6 separate regions of the Mus musculus genome follow, and regions 1, 2, 3, 5 and 6 are each linked to region 4. Evidence: chromatin contacts called from public ChIA-PET, HiChIP or PLAC-seq and promoter capture Hi-C data. All regions are on one chromosome and are shown on one strand. Each heading gives the region's core, a stretch centred on a gene start, on an enhancer-like site or on the middle of the called end of the contact. The rest is flanking DNA. Distances are from core to core; before and after follow the strand shown. Region 1 overlaps Atp8b4 (ATPase, class I, type 8B, member 4). Region 2 overlaps Atp8b4 (ATPase, class I, type 8B, member 4). Region 3 holds the start of Usp50 (ubiquitin specific peptidase 50). Region 4 holds the start of Cops2 (COP9 signalosome subunit 2). Region 5 overlaps Atp8b4 (ATPase, class I, type 8B, member 4). Region 6 overlaps Atp8b4 (ATPase, class I, type 8B, member 4).

The links. Promoter capture Hi-C pulls out the DNA fragments that hold promoters and counts their contacts. ChIA-PET counts read pairs in DNA pulled down with a chosen protein or histone mark. HiChIP or PLAC-seq counts read pairs in DNA pulled down with a chosen protein or histone mark.
Region 1: a contact with region 4 is called in a promoter capture Hi-C map of the HPC-7 cell line, with 5 times the contacts expected there. The contact joins the enhancer-like site here to the promoter of Cops2 in region 4. A contact is called at or near these places in 6 of 39 promoter capture datasets (the HPC-7 cell line, cranial neural crest, embryonic stem cells and 2 more), 7 of 115 datasets of contacts at active chromatin or transcription factors (cardiomyocytes, embryonic stem cells, fetal liver and 3 more) and 2 of 9 other capture datasets (embryonic stem cells and macrophages).
Region 2: a contact with region 4 is called in an H3K27ac HiChIP or PLAC-seq map of cardiomyocytes, with 6 times the contacts expected there. The contact joins the enhancer-like site here to the promoter of Cops2 in region 4. A contact is called at or near these places in 11 of 39 promoter capture datasets (the 3T3-L1 cell line, 3T3-L1-derived adipocytes, cancer-associated fibroblasts and 7 more) and 12 of 115 datasets of contacts at active chromatin or transcription factors (the SCID.adh cell line, astrocytes, bone marrow-derived macrophages and 7 more).
Region 3: a contact with region 4 is called in an H3K4me3 HiChIP or PLAC-seq map of bone marrow-derived macrophages, with 5 times the contacts expected there. The contact joins the promoter of Usp50 here to the promoter of Cops2 in region 4. A contact is called at or near these places in 8 of 39 promoter capture datasets (3T3-L1-derived adipocytes, the C10 cell line, the HPC-7 cell line and 4 more), 3 of 115 datasets of contacts at active chromatin or transcription factors (bone marrow-derived macrophages, large pre-B cells and stem cell-derived neural progenitor cells) and 1 of 9 other capture datasets (adipose tissue).
Region 5: a contact with region 4 is called in an RNA polymerase II ChIA-PET map of memory CD8 T cells, with 17 read pairs. The contact joins the enhancer-like site here to the promoter of Cops2 in region 4. A contact is called at or near these places in 7 of 39 promoter capture datasets (the 3T3-L1 cell line, the HPC-7 cell line, cancer-associated fibroblasts and 4 more) and 9 of 115 datasets of contacts at active chromatin or transcription factors (the SCID.adh cell line, bone marrow-derived macrophages, differentiating embryonic stem cells and 6 more).
Region 6: a contact with region 4 is called in a promoter capture Hi-C map of HPC-7-derived erythroid cells, with 7 times the contacts expected there. The contact joins the enhancer-like site here to the promoter of Cops2 in region 4. A contact is called at or near these places in 12 of 39 promoter capture datasets (the 3T3-L1 cell line, 3T3-L1-derived adipocytes, the HPC-7 cell line and 8 more), 1 of 484 Hi-C or Micro-C datasets (embryonic fibroblasts), 8 of 115 datasets of contacts at active chromatin or transcription factors (bone marrow-derived macrophages, differentiating embryonic stem cells, embryonic stem cells and 2 more) and 3 of 9 other capture datasets (adipose tissue, liver and macrophages).

Annotation. Positions count from the first base shown.
Region 1 is chr2:126,397,797-126,400,496 of GRCm38.p6, reverse strand. The region is part of intron 12 of Atp8b4 (ATPase, class I, type 8B, member 4); the gene reads left to right. Among named protein-coding and RNA genes, the nearest start is that of Atp8b4, 92 kb to the left of the region's middle. Within about 2 kb of position 1,281, at least 7 of the 459 cell types and tissues checked have an H3K27ac peak or open chromatin away from gene starts, as enhancers often do. A contact at or near this core is called in the HPC-7 cell line, where this site is marked.
Region 2 is chr2:126,449,589-126,452,288 of GRCm38.p6, reverse strand. The region is part of intron 6 of Atp8b4 (ATPase, class I, type 8B, member 4); the gene reads left to right. Among named protein-coding and RNA genes, the nearest start is that of Atp8b4, 41 kb to the left of the region's middle. Within about 2 kb of position 1,433, at least 44 of the 459 cell types and tissues checked have an H3K27ac peak or open chromatin away from gene starts, as enhancers often do. A contact at or near this core is called in cardiomyocytes, heart atrium, neural stem cells and 1 more, where this site is marked.
Region 3 is chr2:126,782,151-126,784,850 of GRCm38.p6, reverse strand. Usp50 (ubiquitin specific peptidase 50) reads left to right here and starts at 1,391. Exons shown (of 7, transcript NM_029163.3): 1 at 1,391-1,631. The coding sequence starts at 1,564.
Region 4 is chr2:125,857,721-125,860,420 of GRCm38.p6, reverse strand. It overlaps Cops2 (COP9 signalosome subunit 2), which reads left to right and starts at 1,339. Exons shown (of 13, transcript NM_009939.3): 1 at 1,339-1,485. The coding sequence starts at 1,432. It also overlaps a transcript of Galk2 not described here.
Region 5 is chr2:126,473,247-126,475,946 of GRCm38.p6, reverse strand. All of the region lies in intron 3 of Atp8b4 (ATPase, class I, type 8B, member 4), which reads left to right. Among named protein-coding and RNA genes, the nearest start is that of Atp8b4, 17 kb to the left of the region's middle. Within about 2 kb of position 1,271, at least 92 of the 459 cell types and tissues checked have an H3K27ac peak or open chromatin away from gene starts, as enhancers often do. A contact at or near this core is called in the HPC-7 cell line, the SCID.adh cell line, bone marrow-derived macrophages and 2 more, where this site is marked.
Region 6 is chr2:126,428,036-126,430,735 of GRCm38.p6, reverse strand. All of the region lies in intron 7 of Atp8b4 (ATPase, class I, type 8B, member 4), which reads left to right. Among named protein-coding and RNA genes, the nearest start is that of Atp8b4, 62 kb to the left of the region's middle. Within about 2 kb of position 1,270, at least 18 of the 459 cell types and tissues checked have an H3K27ac peak or open chromatin away from gene starts, as enhancers often do.

The sequences.
Region 1 (2,700 bases), core at 32-2,531, 540 kb before region 4:
AAGGTATTACATTGTTCTGTGTGTACCCTTGTGTCTTAGTCAGGGTTTCTATTCCTGCACAAACATCATGACCAAGAAGCAAGCTGGGGAGGAAAGGGTTTATTTAGCTTACACTTCCATACTGCTATTCATCACCAAAGGAAGTCAGGACTGGAACTCAAACAGGTCAGGAAGCAGGAGCTGATGCAGAGGCTATGGAGGGATGTTATTTACTGGCTTGCTTCCCCTGGCTTGCTCAGCTTGCTTTCTTATAGAACCCAAGACTACCTACCAGCTCATGGATGGCACTACCCACAATGGGCCTTCCCCACTTGATCACTAATTGAGAAAGTGCCTTACAGCTGTATCTCATGGAGGCATTTTCTCAACTGAAGCTCCTTTCTCTGTGATAACTCCAGCTTGTGTCAAGTTGACACAAAACCAACCAGTATACCCTGCTTTGATATATGATGATATAATGTCAGAAGGATAGGATGAAGTGTGGTTGATGACTTAAGCATTGTGATAACATTACCTGGACACAGACACTTCAGTGCCCTACTAATAGATCTGGTAGCTAAGATGGCTGCTATGTGGATAGTGTATGCTGAGGAATGTATCAGCTAAGGGTCTATCACATCTCAGGTGTGGTAGATCCAGGCAGAGCAGGATAGGATGGGGTAACAGTTCACCCTTTGGGAGCATTACACAACTTAAAGCAAAAATTGTTTAATTTTGGAATTTTCCATCAAATATGTTTTGGATACAGTTAATTGTGGGTAACTGAAACTATAGGAAGTGAACCTTCAGTAAGGGGAGATTATTGCGTAATACCATAGTGAAGGCCAGGTTTGCATTGCCTGTAACAGATGCTGGGATTCTGGTTATTGTGTGTGTGTGTGTGTGTGTGTGTGTGTGTGTGTGTGTGTGTGTGTGTGAGTTGGGTTAGTCACTTAATCTTGCAAGCCATAATTTCCTAATTGGTGAAGTTAGAGACTAGAGGGCTAGAACCTACTCACTTGACACGGTCTGCCTGTTTAGGACAGGTTGGATGATGGGTCTGAACTGTTATTAGTCCTAACACCTCCCCATGTAAAGGAATAAGGAAACAGTAAGCTACTCTGCAAAAACCCGAGCCAGAGTGGCTAGTTAGGGATGCAGGGAGAGGGGCAGAAAAGTAAAACACACATTAAAATATATAAACACATGCAGAATTAAGATCTGTTCATCTTTCTCTCATAGGGTTTTATGTTAGTCATTGTGTGGTTTTAGTTTAGGGGAAACTCAGAGATGACCTGGTCTCATGTTACTCTGAGAGGGAAGTATTGTGCCCAGCCTTTAGAACTAGATGCACAGCATTCAGAATTCTCACACACCATCTAGCCCTCTTCCTGTAAAGATAAGAAATCCTACTCAGATCAGAAATAAATTGTAGGTCGGTGCTATTATTGGTGCAATTTTATGTTCTTTCAAATGCTCTTATTAATATACAAAGACATGAATTGAAGTTCAATGAGTAAAGACAGGACTAATTAAACTAAAACAAACCAATTCAGAAAAAAATCATGCATACAAGTGATTATAAACCTAGGCATCCAAAATGATATACACCCCTGATAGAATTCAGCTAAGTATCTGATAATGTGAGACACACACACACACATACACACACACACACACACACACACACACACACACACACACACACACAGGACTTTAAAGTTTTTTTTTTTTAGATCAGCAATAATTAAAAAACCTAGCCTATCAATAACAAACATGATGTCCAGGAACAAATCTGTCCTGCTGTGGTATGGAACTATATAAAAATAAAGCAAAACTGAATATGTTACAATATAATACCTTTAAAATGGGATTTCTGGGAAAAAACCATATTCTTATCATTGAGGCTGCCCTTAATTTTATGAAATACAGTTTTTTTCCAAGCAGTTAATACAATAGAAGCCTAAGAAAATCCCTTAATAAATTTCTATGAAAACTGATACCTCACATTGCAATAATCTTTTGGGCACCCCATTTGGCATCATAGATGACAGACATTTGGACTTAGTCCTTTGGCCACAGACTTCCCCTTTCTGGAGTTTGAATGTATAATCCATTACTGCACAAAGACTGCACTCTTCCTAGTAGACGGACAGTGACAAACTGTTTTTAGCCAGGATTGATCACGGTTTGTTTACTGCTTAGTGGAGACTTATTGCTGACTTCTTTTGAAAGTAAAACCAGATCAATGTCTCAGGACACATTTCTTCCAACTAGATATATGCCAAATATCTTCCAACTAGATATATGCCAAATATCTTCCAACTAGATATATGCCAAATATCTTCCAACTAGATATATGCCAAATATCTTCAGTAAGGAACCATTTACTCTGCGATGCAGATTGAGTTTCAAGTGAATGTGCCACAGAAAACACTCTACTGGGCTTTTTTAATAGAGAGAACCGCAGGCCCTTGCCTGAGGCTTTCTGATGAGCCAGCCATATCACTTTATGATGCTGAAAGGAAATACCTTGGGCACCAAGGTTTATGGGCAGATTTTCAGTGGAGGCATTTCTGAAGATTGCTAGGACCTAAGGACAAAGCACTTATATATTTTTGTTTTTAAAAGTCTTGAGGATTTTGGCAAAGCTTTGCGTGTTCATGTATTGACAGGTTCTCTCTGTCCTTTCTTCTTCTCTTTCATGTTAATGGACCACAG
Region 2 (2,700 bases), core at 184-2,683, 590 kb before region 4:
CTCAGCAAACAAGGTGGGAATCCAGCTCTTTCCCCCTCACAGTTGTCCTCTGGCCTTTTACTCTCCCTTGTCCTCCAGTGTCTGGTGCACAGTGTGTCTGGCCCCATTGTCTTTCCTCAGCATCTGGGGCTCATCATGTGTGTCTCCCCATTGCCCCTCAGTAAGGCTCGAATTGTTCTTGGCTCCAATTGGATCCCATTCCTGTTGTAACCTGATTCTCTTATTATAGACAACAATGGGACTTACTCATGCAGCAGGCCCTATTGTATCTCTCCTTTATAAAAAGTATTAGATTGAGGGTTCAGAAAACCCAAGCCAAAACTCCAGAGATCTTGGGGGGTGGTGAGACTATTAACTTTAGAAATGTAGTCTTGTTTCAATCCAAGCTCAAAGATTGTCTATACTGAAAAGATGTTTTTTGATAGTATTTGGTTGATTGCTCACTTGCATCAAGGCTTCTTCCTAAAAGTTTCTACTATTGGATCGTTCTGCCTTCAGGTCCCTGAGATATGCTTAGTGGGTTAATTTTCTCCATGAATTTTAAATTAGCAGATGAATGGTCTATTATGGATAGAAATGTTGGAATGTTAAGCTTATGAATGAAACACTGAAGTTACTTTTGACCTTGCTTTCTAGATCCAAGTTAATTTATATTTGACACATTCTGTTGTTTTGTGTCCCTTGTCTTTGCCTTTTCTGTTCTATTCCTCTGTGCAACGGTCTTTTCAGATACAATTGTGATTGTATTACTATATTCTACCATGCTGGCAGCCTTTCTAACCTCCAACCTACAGAACTTATGGGTGTGGTCTTATTTAGAATAAAATTGTTTACTTTTGCAGGTATAATTTAGATGTTGAGGTAAGATGACCCTGGATCAGGGTATATACTAGACTCAACCACAGATATCTTGAGATAGAGAAAAGAGGGCAATATGGGGGCGGAGGGAGAGGGACAGGGGAGGAGGAGGAGGAGGAGGAGGAGGAGGAGGAGGAGGAGGAGGAGGAGGAGGAGGAGGAGGAGGGAGCAGGTAGCAGGCATTCGACCTACCTAGCCCCACAAGAAGGGACTCAAGGGCTACTGGAAGCTAGCAGGGAAAGCAGACAGACCTACCCCCTTTTCCTGAGGGATTCCATTCTTGCGCACACCCTGCTAACAGACCATCCTACTCCTTTAAGCCATGTATTCGGAGTGATTCGTTCCCTCAGTCCAGAGAACACTTAAAGCAGGCCAGTGACTTCTAAATTAGACCTAAAGACAAAAGAAGCTTGGAAATGTCCTCGCTGTTGAGATGAGTCGCAGGTGCAATTGACCAGTTACTAAAATAAGGAAGTGCGGGGAGATCCCAGGAGACGGGAACTGAATGTTGCTGGGGGAACGGAATGGACTCCAAAGGACGGAGGAAGAATTGTGCTCCATGCCAGATGGGCAAACTACCAGGTCTGCCTGGCTCTAGACGCTGGCATGGAGGGTAGAGATGGCCCGCGGGGCCTGCACAGACCTTGCCTTCCGAGCAAGGCGTTTTGAATTGGCTGGTTGACAGTTTGTGTTCGCCCCTGGCCCCATCTGGTGTCCTTGTCCCTCCCAGGCATGTGTGTTCAGATTGGCCTCCCCTTCACACTGCTAAATTTAAGGCTTCATTTAGAATCAAATGCTCTCCTGGCCGGCTGCCTGAGGAGTCACATGTGGAATGCTGAGGCACTTAGGCAGGGGGATGAGGCCCTTGCTTTGGGAGAGGGGGTCTGGAAACCATATGAACTGTAAATAGTTTTAGAATATAAAAAATATTAAGTCTTCTGCCAGAAGGAAAGAATTGTTCCCCACTCCCCCTTCCTTGACTTAGTTATTAAGTGTCTGTTGGAAATTACTGGCCCTGATCGCACAGTCTGTTTACTGTCTCTATCAGCCGACAAGGGGCGTCAACTCTTTAAACACTTGCACAGTAGAACTAGGATCTGAGATCATAGAGCCCACACTTAAACTGCTACGTGCCTGATTTTGGAAGGAAATTTGCTTTCTTCCATATAATTTTTCCCACTGAAAGTTTAATGAAACAAATAATACAATATATATGTAAAGATATAAGAAAAAGACAAATTAAAACTAGAAAACAGGACGTGCACTCTTTTTTCCTGTGCCCCAGGATACACAGGTTCTAAGCTGCTTCTGGCCCCAGGGACAGCTCAGTGAGCGTCCTATTTTCTTGGTTGTCATTTTGCTTTTACACCCAACCCTTCATTACAGAGGGAAATTCCAAAAGGCTTTTATTTTCCTTGTGCGTTAGTTCCCTTGGCTGAGGGGCTGCCCTCTTTCTGCTCTCAGCCTGGCAGGGGCAGCCTCTCTTTCTGTTTTGGAGACTAGCTGCTGATTCTTCAATCTTCGCTTTCTTCTTCCTTTCTCTCCGGACTGCAGCATGTCTCTTCTTGCATCTCCTTTTAAGGACGAAGACCAGGGAACTTTGGAGTTGAGAGACAATGAAGGAAAATAGTATTCAACAATCATGGCAGAGAACATTTGAGAACAGTGGCTATTTAAAACTGCAGATTTGAGTGTTTTTGTTTTTCTTTTAAACTTTATTTATTGTAATTTTTTATTTCTAGAAATTAGAATATAACTCCATCAATCTCCCCCTTCCTGTTTCTCCCTCCAATCCCTCCCAGGTACCCACCTATTCTCTCTCAAAGTTATGGCCCCCTTTTC
Region 3 (2,700 bases), core at 142-2,641, 920 kb before region 4:
CTAGGTGTCTCCCAGTTAGAGTTAGATTGTATAGGAAGGGAAAATAAATCTAGAAAGGTTGTGACTATTGGTGTGAATTCTGATTCTCAATACATATATGCACATACACAGAGGGGCATCATTATGGATCTAATGTATATTTCTTAGTCATTGTGTGTGTTGCCGGGTGGTTTGGCATAGTGTGTGAGAGAGATCGATGTCATGTGGTGTGTGTTGCAGTGTGTGGCTTACGACTAAAAGGCCTAGAAAGGACACTGCAATCTGTTGAGTGCCTGCAGGCTGTGTGTGCTCCTGGAGCCCAGCTTTCATGAGCTGTCACTCATACTGGGGTCTTCGGTGACACAGCTGAGTCCTATTTGCTCCTGATCTCTCCACCCATATGCCCTAACTGACCCCACTGAAACTCATTGCTCTATGAAGTTGGACTTTGAGAGTATTTTTCCTTCAGCCTGTCTTCAGTACCCTACCTGGGATAAACTGATCCTAAGGGCTCTCTGCCTGCTCTCTGCTGGTGCTTGGCTGACCCAGTAGATCTGCTCAGAGAGCAGGCCAGCAGCAACTAGGCACTCCAGAGGCAAGGCCCCAGCACGGGTGCTTTCCCAGGTCACAGCCCCATGCTTTTAGTTAGAACTGAGGATGCCATCCTTTTCCTCCAGTGGAAAAGTCTGAGTTCAGAAAACCATGTGTGCCCCAGAGGCCACAGCTTGTAAATCCTATAATAAGCCTGTGTGGTGGTTTAAATATGCTTGGCCTATTAGGAGGTGTGGCCTTGTTGGAGGAAATGTGTCATTGTGGGGGTGGGCAATGATTCTTTTCTCCTAACTACATGGGAGCCAGTCTTCTAGTGTCCTTCAGATGAAGATATAGAACTCTCAGCTCCTCCTGCACCATGTCTGCCAGGACATGCCCTTGTTCTCCACCTTGATGATAATGGACTGAACCTCTAAAACTGTAAGCCAGCCCCATTTAAATGTTGTCCTTAGAAGAGTTGCCTTGGTCATGGTGTCTGTCCACAGCAGTAAAACCCTAACAGCCTGTGTACTATGGGTATGTGCCCATATCCAGCTGTGTCTCCATCCCAAGAATAAACAATTCTGGTGACCTCACTGTGTATGCATCGGGATGAGAAAAATCTCACTACCTCCTCCATAGGGGAAGAGATGTCCCTCTAGGGTTCATGGGAGCAGTGTTGCCACACACTGTCCCCAAATCCAGAGGGTGAACATCTCTGTGTGCTTGTGTGTGAGAAACCCAGAAATAGAGGGAGAGCTGTGATGTGGACAATTCGTTCTCAGAAAGTTGATCTTTCAGAAGCATTTCAAACAAACAAATAATGGTATCCCTTGACAACACGTTAGAACCTTGGTATGAAGGGTGACAATTGTGATGCAGGGGAGGATCCAAGAAGAACTGGGCCTGAGTCAAGTGAAATCAGACAGCAACAACACAAAGGGGGGAGGGGGGCATTCAAACGGTTCAAAACCAAAAACAAGCCAGGGAGCAGTCCTGGAGAAATGAAGTTAAAAGGATCAAAGGTAGCTCGTGAGTAGAAGTGAAAGCCTGATGTGCTTCATTGACATGGCGTCTCATCGGCCGGTCCCTGCAGACGACTTCGGTGCCTACTACAACCTGTGAGCCTCTATGTCCTGTGCCTTTATAGATAACCTCAGGAGTGGGGGGCTGGGGGAGGGCTTACCTAGAGGGGGCATGGCACCTGTTGCATTTGGGAGGGCTCTGCCAGATTTGACCCATGAAGGACCCAGAAGAGATAACATACATGTACTCCCTGATCAGTCAGCTCAGGGCCTCCGTGACATCACTGAGTAAAAGTGAGAATGGCACACTTTTCAGATGGGTGAAACTGAGCAGAGGCACTGAGTGAGGCCGCTGAGCGGTGGGGCCTGGATTTCAGATTCAGTCTGTGGGAAGAAAGGTAATAAAGGACAAAGGTGGTGAGCGGCCCTACTGAATCGGTCAGATAAGAGGGAGCTGTGCAGATCAAGGAGGCCTCCTGGAGCCTGCAGTATTTCCCATCTCTGCATGCTGGGCAGATGCTCCAGTCCCGTCTCTCCACATTAAGTCATTTATTCTTTTAAAGATTTTATTTTATGTATATGAATGCTTTGCTGACAATTTAAGCACACCAAAGCAGTGCTCTTGGAGGCCAGAAGAGGGCATTAGATCCCTTGGAACTGGAGACACAAATGGTTGTGAGCTGCCATGTGGTTGCTGGGAAGTGAGCCAGGATCTTCTGAAAGAACAGCAGAAATGCTCTTAACTGCTGAGCCATCTCTTCAGAACCCAAGCTGTGTGTGTGTGTGTGTGTGTGTGTGTGTGTGTATGCACGTATATCTGTATATGTGTGTATACATATATATGTATATATGTGTGTATACATGTAAATATACGTGTATACATACTATACAGGTACATAGATGTATATATACATATATACATACACACATAGACATATATACACACATGTGTATGTGTATATAAGTATATATACATATGTGTGTGTGTGTATAAATATACACTTGTCTTTTTTTGGACACAGGGTTTCTCTGTGTAGCCTTAGCTATTCGTTCTAGAACCCACTCTGTACACCAGGTTAGCCTCAGACTCAGAGATCCCCCCTGCTGCTGCCTCCTGAACGCTAGGATCAAAGGTTTGCACCACCAATAACTGGCTATGTTGTAT
Region 4 (2,700 bases), core at 90-2,589:
AAGAAAGGTGATATTATTGCTAGAAAACTGTGACCAAAATGATGTTTCCTTGAATGGTTACTTCTTTAAGCCATCTGAAATTCCTTCTTCTAATATTTTCCTAAGTAACAATTAGGTGTTAGGCTAGAGGGATAGCCCAGCAATAGAACATTTACCTAACACACACAAGGCTAAGTTCTTCCCCCAGCTCAAAACATAAAAAAAGAAAAAAAAATCAATGTTAATGATATACAATGCAAAATCGTTTGAAGACTTATTTTTTAACATTCTGAATGTACAGCTATAAATTGTGTTCACAGTGTTTTCAATATAAAAATAATACAATCGTTGACCTTAACGTCTTCTGACAAGATTTTTAGAACCAAGCAATTTCTGGCTTAGAAACAAAACCAAAAGTATCCTGTTCTCCAGTGGATTCAGAGAAAAGCTGGTAATGACATCAGGTACAACTTCAGAAGTCACTGGAGCACAGCCAAGCGGGGTCTGTAAGGATTCAACCCGAAGGTGTGAATGTTAATGCTGAACTGTGCTCAACATCAGCTGTGCATGATGAAGATAAAATCAGGTAATTTTGTTTGATTTGGTTTTGTTTTTTTGTTTTTACCTTTGGTAATTTGGGCATGTTTAATTCATCTGTATAGATAACAATTGGGCCTAAATTCTAACCTATATCTACTTTATAACTTTATAGCATTTGTGTACAGAATTTGGAAGGTTTCTCCAAAAAGGGGGATTGCCTTATTTCCACATTTTTCTTCACTCTGAACTCTAATGGTTTTCTGCGACAATGCATTTTTAAAAAATCTGTCACCAACTGTTACTTTCATTTCATCCTAAAAGCAGTTAATGCACGTTTGTGATTCATTAAATAATTGAACAATTGATTAGTGCATATCCAAACCGGGATATCCACAGAACTGTTTTTGTTAACTACAAACATAACTTTACTAGACAATTGTGTTGCTGTAAATACACCACTGTAAAAACACCACTACAGGGTGTTGAAAGAAAACACATAGATAACAATGGTAGAGGCACGCTACCTTTCAGATAGGTCGGGCATGTTTCATTAGAAACAGACGGTTCCAGAGTCCCAGGCAAGGAAGGAGACAGTTCCCTCACCTAGGACGCTGGATACAGCTAGAAGGTTTTCGAAGCCCCTCAGATAGGACCCGCAACGCCCGATTTCGTAGTTGCTACGCTTAGTTGCTAAGACACAAACTGTCGCTCAGGAAGAGCCGGCTGTGCCCTCCCTTTGGGAGCCGTAGTAAATCATCTCAGGGTCGAGCGCTTTAGTTCCGGAATGAGCTTTATCTTCTCCTGGAGAGACCGGAAGACGAGGAGACTCGGGAGTGACGCTTCTGGGCCGCGGAGCACTGTGGGAGGAGGCTGTCTCTAATTTCTCCTCTCCCCCTCCCCCCTCCGGCCAAGATGTCTGACATGGAGGATGATTTCATGTGCGATGATGAGGAGGACTACGACCTGGTGAGGCGCAGGGAGCGGGCGGGGGCTGGAAGTGGGATGTGGCGGTGGTGCCAAGGCCGAGAGGCTGCAGCTCCCTCCCGGGGCTCGTCGGCCCGGTTCCGCCCTGCCCAGGGACAGGTTTCCCTCCTCGCCTGGCGTCGCGGGCCTGTGGGGCCTGGGAAGAGAGGGAGAGAGGCGGCGGGGCCGCCCTGGACGCTGGGCCCAGGGATAGCGCGGGTGACTGGCCGCGGCCGGTTCTCGGCGCCTCTCTGCCCGCCACCGAGCCTCCACGGCCCGGCGCTTAGGTCTGGGCCCTAGGGGGCCCATCTCTTCTCCACTCTGGACCTGAGCCGGTGCCAGATGCTGGAAGAGTGAAAACTGGAAGAGGGGGGTGGTCCATCCTGCTCCCAGACCTGACTGCGAAACTCGGGAGTCTCCCCCAAAACAGCCTAAGAGTCTCGCCCAGGGTCAGTTTGGGTCCCAGGTTAAGGCTCAGAGCAAGAGTAGGAGGAGTAGTTAAACGACTCGTCCCGTCCTCTAAAACATGACAAGCTCCGAAGAAAGATTTGCTTTTTGTTTGGTTGGACTGGGGAAAGGTAGGGGTTAAGGGAATTGGAACCAATGATCTTTTTCCTTGATTTAAGAAATTTCCCAGCATCCGTGTTTGAATCATCAATGGCATAAAAGTAAACAAACTTGCCTAGTTTGATTGGTGATTTCTTTTCCATTTAAGGTTTAATTGTGAATGGATTTACAGGTTTTAAACTGTACCCCATGATTTATGTTGATAGTCCAAAACGCATGCCTGTGTAAGAACTAAGAAAATTATCTTGATCCCAAAATTAGTGTCAGTTTTGTTTCTTAATTGGGAAGCAATTGTTCGGTTTTTAGAAAAATCCGATGATAGTGCAAGCTGTGGTGTACATGCTTGGAGAAGTCTGGGTCGTCTTTTTTCTTTTCTTTTCTTTTCTTTTTTTAATTTTGAGGTTTATTTATTTTATGTATATGAGTACACTGTCTTCAGGCACACCAGAAGAGGGCACCAGATCCCATTACAGATGATTGTGAGCCACATGTGGTTGCTGGGAATTGAACTCAGGACCTCTGGAAGAGCAGTCAGTGCTCTCAACCTCTGAGCCATCTCTCCAGGCCCTCTTTTCTTTTAAGTGTCACATTCTCAAAGCATTAATATTTTTATTTTGAGGTAATGGTGTAACATCTTTGTATAGATGAATC
Region 5 (2,700 bases), core at 22-2,521, 620 kb before region 4:
TTGTACTTAGGAGGAGATGTGCGATATTGAAAGAAAAGGGGAAGTTGTGGTGATGGCTGGCTGTGCAGCGAGGGGCAGACACTTGGGGCTGATGAGACAGAAGGAAGGAGGGAGCCTGCGGAGGGGAGGGGAGCAATGACTGAGGAGAACAGGGAAGAGTAAGGTGGAAGTTTAGGGAAGGGAGCAGCTCAGGAAATGGGTGGCTAATTGGTTCTAAAGGTGGGCTCCAAGGGGACTGAGAGCTACGGGGAAACCCTGTTGATCACGACCAGCTGGAAGACCTTAAGAAAGTGATTTTAATCTTCCTCCTCTTTGACAATCCATCAGGCTATACATGGCATGCAAAATATTATTTCCAAATTATGGTGCCTTACTTTCAAACTCATCACTGACCTTAGGATATATTCTATATTACCCAGCCATAGACTGTCATTGTCTAGCAGTGTCCTCTACATCTTAGGAATGTAGGAAACTTTGTATGAGGTCAGACTTTAAACATGGAGGTGCAACTTTACAGGATTAGATGCACAGATTACTATAAACTTGGCATGTTAAATGCCAACAAATGTTAACAACATTGCAATGAATATAAAATCATACAAACCTTATATACACAGGAAGTATCACAGGCTCGATTCACTGCATGATAAGATTGGAGAGGTTCTGATGGTCAACATCATGCACCTAGCGTGTAGTTGCTGTACTAAACACAAACTTGGTTGCATTGGTAAAGATCTTGAAGGCAAACATGCAACGGTCACATTCTTCCAACTATCTAGCACATCTCTCAAAGAACACATAATAACACAGAAAAATCATTCTTCAACCCTCCTAATGCTGTGACCCTTTAATACAACTCCTCATATTATGGTGACCTCCAACTGCAAAATTATTTTTGTTGCCTCTTCATAACTGTAGTTTTGCTACTGTTACGAATCATAATGCAAATATCTGTGTTTTCAGATGGTCTTAGGTGACCACTGTGAAAGGGTTGTTTGACCTCCCAAAGGGGTCTCTACCTACAGGTCAAGAACTACTGATGTAGAGGTTCATAGTCTAATTGAACTTTGTGACCTGGTCCAAGACTCTGACAGAACTTGACCAGTGCAGTTAAGTCACACCTGTAGGGAATGCTACTCTTATGATTAGCAACTACATTTGGGTTCTACTTGCTCAAGACTGCCTCAGCAGCCACTGCAATGTGTCCCGTATAAAGAAGATATCTGGTTCCTCCCACGGATAGTCATTGGGAAGTTGTACCCAGGGACTGTATTGAATTGTGATAATGCAGCAGGATGATATTGTGTGGGTTGGGAGACATCCTGCTGTGTTAGCCATGAATCACCCCTTTTGTAAAGTAATGTTTTTGACTTTAAGTTACTTCACTTTATACGTCCAAGTGTCAATGTAGAAGGGTTCCTGTCATTGTTGTGACTGGATAAATAAATACCCGAAAGAAACAACCTAAGAAAAGAAAGCTTTCTTTTGGGCCATAGTTTTAGAAATCTTAAAATATTTTCTGTGAGATAATATACAGTTGGAATTAGAAGAATTAGGATAGGTGATCCCCGATGGTAGGATTTCAGAGTCCTGTTAGAGGTTGGCTGCTTCCGGATGGATTTCAGTTAAGACTTAACAACTGAAAAGACGCAAGAGGAAGAAAGGTAACCGCCCCAGTGAAGAGAACCACAAATTCAGTTTTCTTTGTAGTCACTGCCCTTATGAAACAGGGCAAAACCATCATGTGAAAAAAGTGGGGCAACTTAGCAACAATTTTGAAGCTAACGGGAAAACCACTCTCTCCAACCGTCACCAAGTGGTTTTTCATCATGTTTTGCAGTTTTATCAGCTCAAACAATATGGTTCTATGATCAGATTGCTAAAATCACAGTAACTGTCATATCTTATATTTTGTAGGTTGAAGATCAATCAAAATATTCATGCAAAAATCTGGTATCTAATTCAGTATCTAATCAGTAACTAATTAGGAAACCAATGCTTAGATTTTGTTGTATTGTTCATGTGACTATGTTTCTTCTTTGTAAATATTTATGATAAAATATTTTGAAATATGTTTAAGTAGTGGAATGGTTAAACCAAGTGCATTCACATATACCTTGTTTATTATACATACTGGTTTGTGGAGAGAACCGCTGAAAATATACTTCTAAAAAGTTGTCATTTTTGTTTTTTGAGACAAGATCTTACTGTGTAGCTCAGATTGGCCTGGAACTCACTATGGAGACTAGGTTGGTCTGAAATTCACAACAATCCTCTTGTCTTAGCTTTCTAGTACTGAGCATATAGTTATGAGTCAGTCTCCTCCCCGCCCCCCGAATAATCCATTTTTTCATAGACAAAATAAGCTATTTAGGAATTAAAGTTCAGTTTTAATACTTCACAGATGAGCTGGTTCAGAACTAATTGAGTGTTTATGTGTCTTTGTGTGACATTACTGTTAATGACATAGTAGTTGAAAGGGTTAGTGCGGAGCACTCCCCAAAACATTCTGGCTCGATGAGTGGGACGTTCTTTGAGGAATCAAGCTCAGTGTAGCAAATGTGTAGACTGGCAATTTAAATCTGTAGCTGCTAACCCCAGGAAAGGTGTCTCCAGTGGCTCTGGTTTCACATCTCTTCCTGGTTGTGAGCTTAGGAGTCCAGCTGTAGCTGGTCAGGTGCCATGGAGATATGTAGGAGA
Region 6 (2,700 bases), core at 21-2,520, 570 kb before region 4:
GCGATGCTCACAATCGCCCCACAAATGCATCTTTCCCTCTGTTATGGCTCTGGTATCCCAGCACTCACACACCTGGATGTTCTGAACAGCAGCAGACAAAACAGACATACCGAGCAAAGCATGTCTGAGAAACATTTCTGTTTCTCACAGATGTCATCCTAGAACCCAGGGGCCACCACAGCAGAGTACTAGTCTTGATCAGGGCGGTGGCATTTTTCTAGTCCCACAACTTAATCCTGGAGCATTTTCAAGGATGATGCCAACACTCTAGTCTCAGGCTCTTCAAGTGGGTTGTTGACACTCACCATGACCTCTGATGGCCTCTGCTGGATATAGGGGAGTCCCTTTCCCTTTTCCCTCACAGATTTGCATAGGCAATGAATTGATTAAGTTATGAGAGTGTTTTTTATAAGTTCTTAAGAAATTTCATGGCTGTGGATTGATACTATTCCTCAGTGTTTTCTTTTCTTCTTTAACTTAACGAACATTTACACCCAATGAACCCTGGAGACAATGTATTTGGCTCTGAGGCCTCAAAGATATCCAGTAGATTATTCTCAAGTTTCTTCGGATGGGAATACTGCCTTTAAGCTTCCACTGGGTATCTGCTCGGGTTTTTCTCTTGCCCAGGAAGGCTGGGGGAAAGGTGTTTGTGTTGGAGCATGCTGCATGCTGCTTCCTATGTGGAGTCATAGCTGAATCCTTCCACCAATAACTGATAAAAGAAAAGACTAGGGGATAATGGAAGGTGGCGTTGGCCTGGTCCAGCTAGGCATCTGGACAATCACACTTTCTCTCCCTGTTGTATGTCTCTGCTATGGCCTCTCGGTAGTTTGCTCACACTACTAGCCCACCACCTCTGACAAAAGCTTGACCAAGGACTAGCAAGGCTATTGCTATAATTCTTTGCCCGTTCCCTTTCAGGATTATTGCAGAGTGCCTTAGAAAGTCTAACTCTAACTGTGTGCTAGATGCCTTTCACAACTTACTCTGCTGGATGGACACCATCAATCTTGTTCTCCCACACACACTCTTTAATGATAACTAAAAAAAGCCTCCAAGGAAGATGTTAGCAGTAGGGAAGAGAAGAGGGTGTGAGTGAGGAGAGGAATGGTCAGCGATATCAAAGGTGACATGAGAGGGTTTAGGAAGAGGTAGGAGGGTAGGTTTCCAGGGAGACAGAGTAGGGAAAGTTAGACAGGAGGGTTAAGGTACTCCCGTGTTCCAGTCTAAGTTGGGTGAGTGCTGGTTAAGAGACCTTAGCCACTAGGTGGCAGTGGAACCTTAGTCGCTTGTCTGAGGTTGAGGTGGCTCTGCCCCTGGTTTACTGCAGAGGAAGCATTAAACACAGCCAGATTCAATATTGAACAGTGACATTGCATTACCATCTACACAGAGCTCTGAGGAAAAGCTACACCAGATACCAACAGGCATCTTTATCCATGCACCATAAAGAGTTCTAATTATGCATTATTACAATAAGGAATTTTAGCTTGTGTTTAAAGTTATCTTTCTATCCTTAAGATGATAGCCGTAGCTCCAAAGGGCATTCACCTTTACCGCTAGCATGCCGTCTGCCAGGACATGGTGAAACTGGAACATATGACCGGAGATCAAGGCGAATCTACCCCCCAGCACAGATTCTTTTTTTTTTTTTGGGTCAGGATTAGGTGAGCGTTAGTGTAAGAGTGGGCCCCAGATGGACATATTCTCTGAGGGGGTTTGCATGGAACACACCGAGGGGCTCACAAAGCAGTTTCTGCCTTGACTGGCTTCTGTGGTGATTCCTTCAGAGCTGAGAGAGTCACCAGGATGCAGGGGCGTTTGTTCCTCTGGGAGCTATCATGGAGCCTTCATTTAAACAACTCTCATTGTCCCCCCCGCCCCCCGTTTTTGATAATTTAAACAACCCAGACAATTAACTGAGTGGGTTGATTTTGAACTTAAAATCTAAGACTTGAAGATAAAGCCATTATAATGTCTTTCTAAATAAAAGATTTTAGAGACTTGGACTGTCAACCTTTCAGATACACGTAGAGGTTTGTTAGGCTAAAGTTTCATAAGTTGCTGAAACTTAGGTCAGTTCTTTTTAGATGAATCCTCCAGAATTACATTTATTTTTAAATAAGAATTTTAATTTGAGAAAAAAACAAAACCAGCCAGAATTCTAAAAGTGAACTGTGATGTATTTTCTTCCTCCCCCTTTTGACATCTTTAGATGTTTTATTCAGTAAAATGTAGCAGAATTTTGGATCTTATTTTAGTATTTTTTGGAGTCTAACTGGGACATATTACCTTCAAAACTTGGTTTTATAGCACTGGTCACCACTGCTCTTTTTTTGTTTTGTTTTGTTTTCCCAATATAACATTTCTATTGATTCCCTGGAAATTTCACATCACGCACACTGATCAAACTCATTTCTCAGTCCTTCCACCCTTATGATCTCCCTTCAGGGAGGTAAAATAAAAAAAGTAAAAATAAAAATGAATAGAACCCCCTTAAGCCCAATTTGCGTTATCTGTGAACTCACTGGAGCATGGTCAAACTGTGACACCTGCCTCTCAAATAGGACTGAGCCCTTCCCGGCCGCACTCACGCCAGCCGTCAGCTGTGGAGAGTTATGCTTCAATGTCACCATCCACTTGCAAGAGTTCATTTTGGTGGCTTCCTGTCTAGGAGATGGCTCAGTCATTAAAGCC